Linked DNA regions of Felis catus: region 2 is linked to region 1. Evidence: chromatin contacts called from public Hi-C data. All regions are on one chromosome and are shown on one strand. Each heading gives the region's core, a stretch centred on a gene start, on an enhancer-like site or on the middle of the called end of the contact. The rest is flanking DNA. Distances are from core to core; before and after follow the strand shown.

Region 1 (3,899 bases), core at 543-3,042:
TCTCACAAGGCTAACGCGGGCTCACGTATGACCCCCAGGCATTTACCCCAGCGAACTGAAAACTTGTGTCCACGCAAAACCTGCACATGAATGTTTATAGCAGCTCCATTAATAACCAGCAAAAACTGGAACCAGACAAATGTCCTTCAATAAACAAGTAAACAAACCAGGATACATCTATACGAGGGAGTGTTATTCGACGATCAAAAGAAATGAGCAAGCAAGTTACAAAAACCCACGGAGGAACCTTAGATGCGTTTTGCTAAGTGAACGAAGCCGGTCTGAAAGTACGACATACTGTAGGATTCCAACTAACTGGGACATTATGGAGAAGGCAAACTATGGAGACGGTAGAAAGATCCGTGGTTGCCAGGGGTTAAGGGAAGAGGAAGGGTCAGAAGGTGGGACAGAGGTTTTTCCGGGTGGTGAAACTATTCCGTATGATACCATCATGGTAGACAAGTGATATTATGCCTTTGTAAAACTTGCAGAACTGCCTACCACAAAGAGAGACCCCTACTGTCAACTACAGACTTTAGTTAGTAATATCATTGTGGGTCATCAAAGAGTCGCATGTGCTACTGACGGAGCCAGCTAGGAACCCCCAAAACAGTCCATTTTTTAAAAGATACAGAATATAATTTATTAGTGGTAGATGATCCATAGTCCAACAAAACTCTACAGCAACGTACGGATATCATGTGACTCCCTTGATATTTACAATCTCAGAAAAATAAGGCATGGTAAGTAGCAGAGAGCAGAAACCCACACTGAATTTGATCGTGAGAAAGTCATTCCATCCAGAAAACGTAAGAACTCTAAAATCATCATGCTGTGCACCTTACACTTCTACAATGCTGTATGTCAATTATATCTCAATAAAACTGAGAATGGAGGGGGGGGGCGGGGGAAGCTTCCACACCAGAAGGTCGCTCCCTTACGGTGTCTCACTAAAAGTTATGATGCAGAAGTTTAGTTAATGCCTAAAAGTCATTCTCAATCTTGATTTTAGTTTCAACAAGAAACTTTGCGAGTGTTTCAACATCTCCAAGTGAGGAAGAATGACAGGTGTTACCATCCGTATCTCCAAGGAATGTACCTTACATGGTTCAGAGACAAGAACCGTCTACTGTCTCTGAGAGGCTGCTGGTGTCCACAGCAGGAAAACGCTGTCTGACTTGCAAACTGGATATGGAAGTTGTCGATGGGAGAAGAGGCGGGCCAAGAGGTCATTCCCATTTCCGGAAGTCTGTTTCCCTGCCCACAGCCACAATTAAATCACCACCGGCAAGGAGTGACATTCAGATTCTGCATCGTAAAAACAGGGTCACAGCAGCAACAGAAAAAGTTATCAGCGCTCGTAAAATGTGGAAAATGTAACATGAGATTTCTGCGGGCTTTAAAGGGAATTAGCACACGCAAACCAAAAGGGAACAAAAGCAAAAAAAACAAAAACAGAGCACACATCTGCTTTTAATCTGCAAACAGTCGTCAAAGCAAGGAGCACGAGGGCCGAGTTAAGTGGAGTGTCCCAGCGTTTAGAAATCCTACCTCCGGAGTCCTTGGTCAACCGAAGCTAAGCTCTTTGAGAAACTTTTAAGAAACAGACATAGGACGGTACCCGTGAAATCCACATGGTGTCGGAACTTAAATTGTTTCAGGATTTCTGCTGTTTTTAGCAGTGGTTCCAATGTCATCTAAGGAATATTCCTGTGTAAATCCTCCACTTCCAGTTCCCACATGCTTTCATGGATGGGGTTGTCGGAAAGATCGGTCATCTTCACGGCCTGAAGGCAGGGCTCAGGGCTGCACGCCTGGACCACTCCCATCACCATCACATACTTTCCTGGAAGAAGAAAAGCCCATGGTGATGTTTACACTGATAAAAAAACAAACGCAAAACGCAAAACGGAGACCCCGTCCTTCAGAGAGCTTAATTTTATCAGAAAAGCAAATTAGAGACAAAAAAGGTGGGGGGGGAGAGTAGAAATCAAAATGCCAAGGCAGTCAGTGATCCATCGATCTAATATACACATAGACAATAGATGTATATCTATTTACATATATATACATACATAGACAGTAAGTTCAACATTTAACGTGGACGATGACACCTGTATCTTCTTTGGCTCCTGGGTTAAAAATGTTGTAACAAAATTCAAGCGAGCTACCATCACGCGCAAAAACAAGTACGCCCAAAGGATGGAAGAGACTCCCATCCCAGGATGTTCTGAGGCAGGGGCAACCCTCCCCTCCCCCTCCCAGCTTTTCTCTTATGTCTGTTTCTTGCCCAAACGCTACAGGGTATGTGGCTGGTCTCCGTGCACAGGGCCAGTCCAGTCCTCTTTCTGCAAAGACACCGCCCCGACAGCCACAAAGTAAATCCAACGGTCCGATGATGCCAGAAGAGCTCAGCCGGCCGCAGTACCCTTCCGTGCCACCCTGTTGTTCCAACTGCCCAGGACCAATCCCTGCCACCGGCTGGGCACATCCCAGCAAATCAACAAGAGAGCAAATGAACAAGAGAGTGGGTCACCATCAGGACTATCTAATGACATATGAACCACAACTCTTCCCATTCCCTTGGGGGAAGTGGCTCTCCTTGAAAGCAAAACTTGGCCAGTCCGAACCACACACAACTCAATTGTGTAAAAAACCCCAAACACAGCAGGAAGGGCAGGCTCTCTGCCAGCCCCCAATGCGTGCCCCTGCGAGGCTGCTTTGATTGCAGGGCTTCTGACTTTGCAGGCAGGCCCCAGGGCTCTGGCTGAAGGAAGCCCGGCAAGCAGACGCCTGCCTCTCTGGGTTTCTACCCCTTGCACGATGGGTTTAGGTTTCTCTGAACCCACCTCCAGATGCCACCGGAGCGAGCCATGTGGGGATCCTCGGTGACAGGGGCCAGTTCTAAAACTACACTTTGCCGATACCCTCTGAATAATTCTAACGCGCTGGGAGTCACAGAACCCTCAGAAAAAGAATGACTGAAGACCCGAGGCAAGACGACCATGCCCAAGCTGATCCCCACCAGGGGAGGTTAAGAGGAAATCTACACGAAGAAACACACAAGTGGATGAGCTCACTGGTGCGAGCCCTCTCCCTGAGTTGAGACAATCCGGTTCGTGGTGTTCATTCTACCCACACCCCCCTCCTCTCCCCTTCCAGCGGCGTCTCTCCACGGTCTCCTTACTCCTTCGCCACCATGCCCACCCCATTAGGCCTTCATCCTCCGCCCTGGACCCCTTCAATGGCTTCTACTCCAGACTCTCTCCAGCCACTTCCTCTTCACAACCACCCCCACCCTGCTGGTGCCAAGACTGTTTTTCTCAAACAAAGCTCCAGCCTCCACACACTTCCATTTCTTATACTTGTCACATGTCGTGAAACCTTCTGATTGTTTTCCCGTTTGAAAATGCTAAAAAAAAAAAAAAAAAAAAAAAAAAAAAAGAAAGCCCAAACATTTTCAGCTCACAGCCCTCTGAAGAGGCAGCAGCCTGTAGTTTGCTGACCCTGTGCTAGAGTAATGGTACAGCGAGGAAGGCAGAACGAGTCTGAAGGATGGGGCAAGGTCAGGTGAGGGGAGAAGGGAAAAGGAGCACTTCACAGTAACAATAATCCCAGTAGTCAGGCCTACTGGTTCTCAGGAGTGTGGCCCCAAGGCCATCCATATCGGCAACACCTGGGAGCTAGCTAGAAGTGCAAATTCTCAGTCGCGGGGGCGGGGGGGGGGGGGGGGGGGGTTCTGTCGGTTAAGGTTAAGCATCTGACTCAGGCTCAGGTCCGAATCTGTTCTGAGTTCGAGCCCCGCCTCAGGCTCTGTGCTGACAGCCCAGGGCCTGGAGTCCGCTTCGGATTCTGTGTCTCCTTCTCTCTCTGCCCGCCCCCCCCCCCCCCCCCCCCCC
Region 2 (3,899 bases), core at 590-3,089, 290 kb after region 1:
TTTTTAAACAGATTTACTGAGCTATAATCCGCATACCATTCACACAGCTGTCCAACCATCCTCACGATCCACTCTCGAACGCTTTTAACCCCCCCTCCCAAAAAAGCCCCGTACTCCCATCTCCCCTTGCGAGTCTGCTCCTCCAGCCCTGGGAAACCACTCGTCTATCCTTGGTCTCTACAGACTGGCCTGTTCTGGGCATTTCATTTAAACGGGGTCACACGGGGTGCCTGGGTGGCTCAGTCAGCCAAATGTCCGACTCTTGATTTCGGCTGTCATGATCTCAGGCTCCATCCTGAGCTTAAAGCCTGCTTAAGATTCTCACTGCCCCTCCCTGGTGTACCACTCCTGCACGGGCTCTCGCTCTCTAAAAATAAAATAAAATATGGGGCGCCTGGGTGGCTCAGTCGGTTGAGCGTCCGACTTCAGCTCAGGTCATGATCTCGTGGTTTGTGAGTTCGAGCCCCACGTCGGGCTCTGTGCTGACAGCTTGGAGCCTGGAGCCTGCTTCAGATTCTGTGTCTCCCTCTCTCTCTGCCCCTCCCCCACTCACATGCTTTCTCTCTCAAAAATAAACATTAAAAAAAAATTTTTTTTTTAATGAAAATAAATAAAAGAAAAGAAAACAGGGTGAGGTAAAACGCAGTCCTTTGCATCTGGCTTCTCTCACTGAGCCTCATGCTCCCGAGGTCCAACCACGGGGCAGCACGTGCCAGAGCTCTGTCCCTTTTTACTCCCGGGCACTACTCCGCCACCTGCAAGGACTGCATTTTGTTTATTCGTCCACCAGGTGACGGGTCGTCTTACTCTTTTTACCAGCTGCCTGGCACCCCCTCGATGGGGGTGTTGAACTTAGCGGTCCTCTTCCCCTCTAGGAGGTCTGCGGATTGTTTCTAACATGCCGCCATTACAAAAAGTGGAATGGTGCGAGGAACCTTTCAGCCTATGGAAGTTCACATTCCGCCTACACACGGGTGGGCGAACTTTGCTCTAGTGTTTACTTTTCCTCAATGAACACGGAAATCTCCCCTAACCACTCTGTCTGCCTGATAAGCCCCCCAGGTGGTCACTTACTCCTCGTCGGTCTGCACACAGTTATCGAGTTCGATCACGTGGCTCCCGATGAACCAGACCAAATTGGAGAAGTAAGGAACAGCAGTTTTATCTCGGATATAGTGCAGCATGGCCTGGTTATCCACTGAGAAAATTCACAAAAGAACAAGAAAAAAAAGTCAAGCCACCAAAAATAACTTAGGGCGATTTGAAAAAAAAAAAGAAAAGAAAAGAAAAGAAAAGAAAACCACAATGAAAAAGCTCTCTGCTATCATCTGAACCTTTTCTGTCTTTCCTGGGAATACTTGAAAATGGTTAGCTTATTCATTCATGAAATCACACTCATCAAGGCAGTTCTTATGCTATTTTTATAATTAATACAATTAACTGGGCTAAACCTCAATAGTGCAATTAGAAAGCCTACTTTCTCAGCAATGCATTTAGCTTGGCTACAATGAAACTATGCCATTCTCAGGCAAGTTTCCTGTGTTAACATGTAAGGATAAGTTAAGAAAGCAGAAAACCAGAGGTTAATAACTTACATGACACTGGAATAAGGAACACGGGAATCGTCATTGAAGGAAAGGCAAAAAACAGACAACAGTTAACAGGGTTAAGAACTGGGATGGTGAGACAGTTGTTCAGAGAACAGAGAGCTGGGCAGAAGGTGTCTAAAGACACAGGCTGGAAGAGAACAAGAGAGGAGAGAGAGCAGGGGGCCGCAGAACCGGGGCTTGGACCAGGGCGCAAACTCAGAAGCCTGCTGGGTGGGCCGGGGACTCAGTGAGTGAGGCTGGGAGGCCCAGTGTGTGAACCGGGGAGCCCGGTTCACCGGCACCGCAGCTGCTCTGCGGGACTGTGGGCCCAGAAGGGCCAAATCTCTTGCAAGTCAGAAATGCAGATAGTTACCTGAGATCTCCCAATGTTTAAATACGGGCAACTATACATCTTGTCAAGGAATACCTTAGCCAATCGAAACATGTCTGAGGGCTGGATCTGGCTCTCGGGCCCTCAGTTTGCGACCCTGGGTGGGCCCCCACTGGATTCTTAAAGACACTCTCCAATTTAGTGCGATCCCAGAACTAGGCTGGAGTGAGTCCCTCAGGACCTTTCCCCACCCCAGTAAGGGTCATCTCAAGTAATAACGTCATGACTCATGCTCGTGAAGGTCAAAGCCCTTTATTCTTTGAGAAAATGGGAGCTCCAGCTCCAGTGTGGTGACTACCGGGGAAATAACCCCCGGGTCGCGCAGAGAAGGCGTGCCCTCCCCGGGCGGTGCCAGGCCAGGAAACTTGAGTCCAGCCGGCCTTTATGCCAATGCGGGCAGGAACCCGCGGAAGGGCCTCCTCTGGAGGGGATGTTGTGGGCATTAAGCACATCTTGAAGAGAGGAGAATTTGTTGGGCTTTGCAGTCAGTTGAGAATACGATATTGCCCCCTGCTGTCGGTGACACAAAATGAAGCACAAAATGCTTCATTTAAATGTTATTTCAAGATAACATAGCCCCAGGGCCGTATGGAAATCTTACTGCAGGAGACACAAAAATGTAAATATAACGTTTAAGAGGCAGCTTTGCCTTTTCTAGTTATCACATGGCAGCTGGAGTCCCACCTGTTCCTTTCTTAGGACATCACTAGTACTGTGCATCTGGTCTAAGACTTCAGCATGCAGAACTGAGTATGCACCAAGAGAGTGGCACAAAATTCACCCAAGGGGCCAGTTAAATGTCCCACGATTACGAGCCTTGCATGACACATGCAACCCGAGCCGTAATAACGGAGCTCCCCGTGCCACCAGAGGATTTTAAATGCAGACTCATGGGAGCAAGCCCCAGTCAGAAGTCAAACAAGGCGTGAGCTCCTAAGAAGGCCTACCTTTGTAGACATTCAAAGTTATGGTTCTTACAGCAATTCTAACCATGCTTTCGGGGTGGTTGAAAAATTTGATGGCTTCTGTGTACAGGGCAAAGTCGTTAGTGTGCTGAAACAAAAAAGTACCAGAGATGGGTTATGAGCCCGTAGGGCAGGCCTGCCCCCACCCAGCTTTCTGAAGCCTATCAGACTCCCATGAACCTTAGGCCAGGGGTTCACCCCCGGTGGGGAATGTGGGAAGGGACGGGGAGGTGAGACCATCCCAGAACATTAAAAAAAAAAGCAGGGGGTGGGGGGATGGGGGGGAGTCCAACAATGCCAGACCGGGGCCTGTGACCTGTTCTACCAGTTCTCAGCTGGGTGCTGTAACAGTTCTGAGCCTCTGTTTCCCCGTCTCTAACACGGAGAAAGTAATTCCCACGTCCCGGCCGCTGGATTTCAACGTGAGGATTTCACGAGCAGAGCCCGCCATGGGACCTCCTCAACAAGCACTCAGCCATAATGCTAGCTCCTACCATCAGATGCCACTTCCACGAATAAAAGGCAAGCGTGAGGTTTTCCTCACATTCGGAATCTCTTCTGGCTGTTACATATTTCTCTGTCTAGAAATACTAGAAGTACACACGTTCGCAAGGAGCAAGAGGGTCTCGGGAATCAGCGGGCATGAGAAAGGGGTCATGGGAAGGGATCAAAACCGTCCAGAAGCCTGGAACTCCGCTGCGGGAGCCTTAAGAAAAGCAGGATGGGGCGCCTGGGTGGCGCAGTCGGTTAAGCGTCCGACTTCAGCCAGGTCACGAGTTCGCGGTCTGTGAGTTCGAGCCCCGCGTCGGGCTCTGGGCTGATGGCTCAGAGCCTGGAGCCTGTTTCCGATTCTGTGTCTCCCTCTCTCTCTGCCCCTCCCCCGTTCATGCTCTGTCTCTCTCTCTGTCCCAAAAATAAATCAAAAACGTTGAAAAAAAAAATAAAATAAGAAAA

Evidence for each region. A called contact is a pair of places that touch in the nucleus more often than the background predicts.
Region 2: a Hi-C map of fibroblasts shows a contact between it and region 1, with 4 times the contacts expected there. The contact joins two enhancer-like sites. A contact is called at or near these places in 2 of 3 Hi-C or Micro-C datasets (fibroblasts and skin fibroblasts).

What each region holds. Positions count from the first base shown.
Region 1 is chrE3:31,867,494-31,871,392 of F.catus_Fca126_mat1.0, forward strand. RMI2 (recQ-mediated genome instability protein 2) reads right to left here. Exons shown (of 2, transcript XM_023246716.2): 2 at 618-1,846. The coding sequence ends at 1,698. Among named protein-coding and RNA genes, the nearest start is that of RMI2, 3.3 kb to the right of the region's middle. Within about 2 kb of position 1,793, at least 1 of the 10 cell types and tissues checked has an H3K27ac peak or open chromatin away from gene starts, as enhancers often do.
Region 2 is chrE3:32,153,807-32,157,705 of F.catus_Fca126_mat1.0, forward strand. CLEC16A (protein CLEC16A) reads right to left here. Exons shown (of 23, transcript XM_045047505.1): 5 at 2,928-3,033; 6 at 1,596-1,601; 7 at 1,075-1,198. Among named protein-coding and RNA genes, the nearest start is that of CLEC16A, 28 kb to the right of the region's middle. Within about 2 kb of position 1,840, at least 1 of the 10 cell types and tissues checked has an H3K27ac peak or open chromatin away from gene starts, as enhancers often do.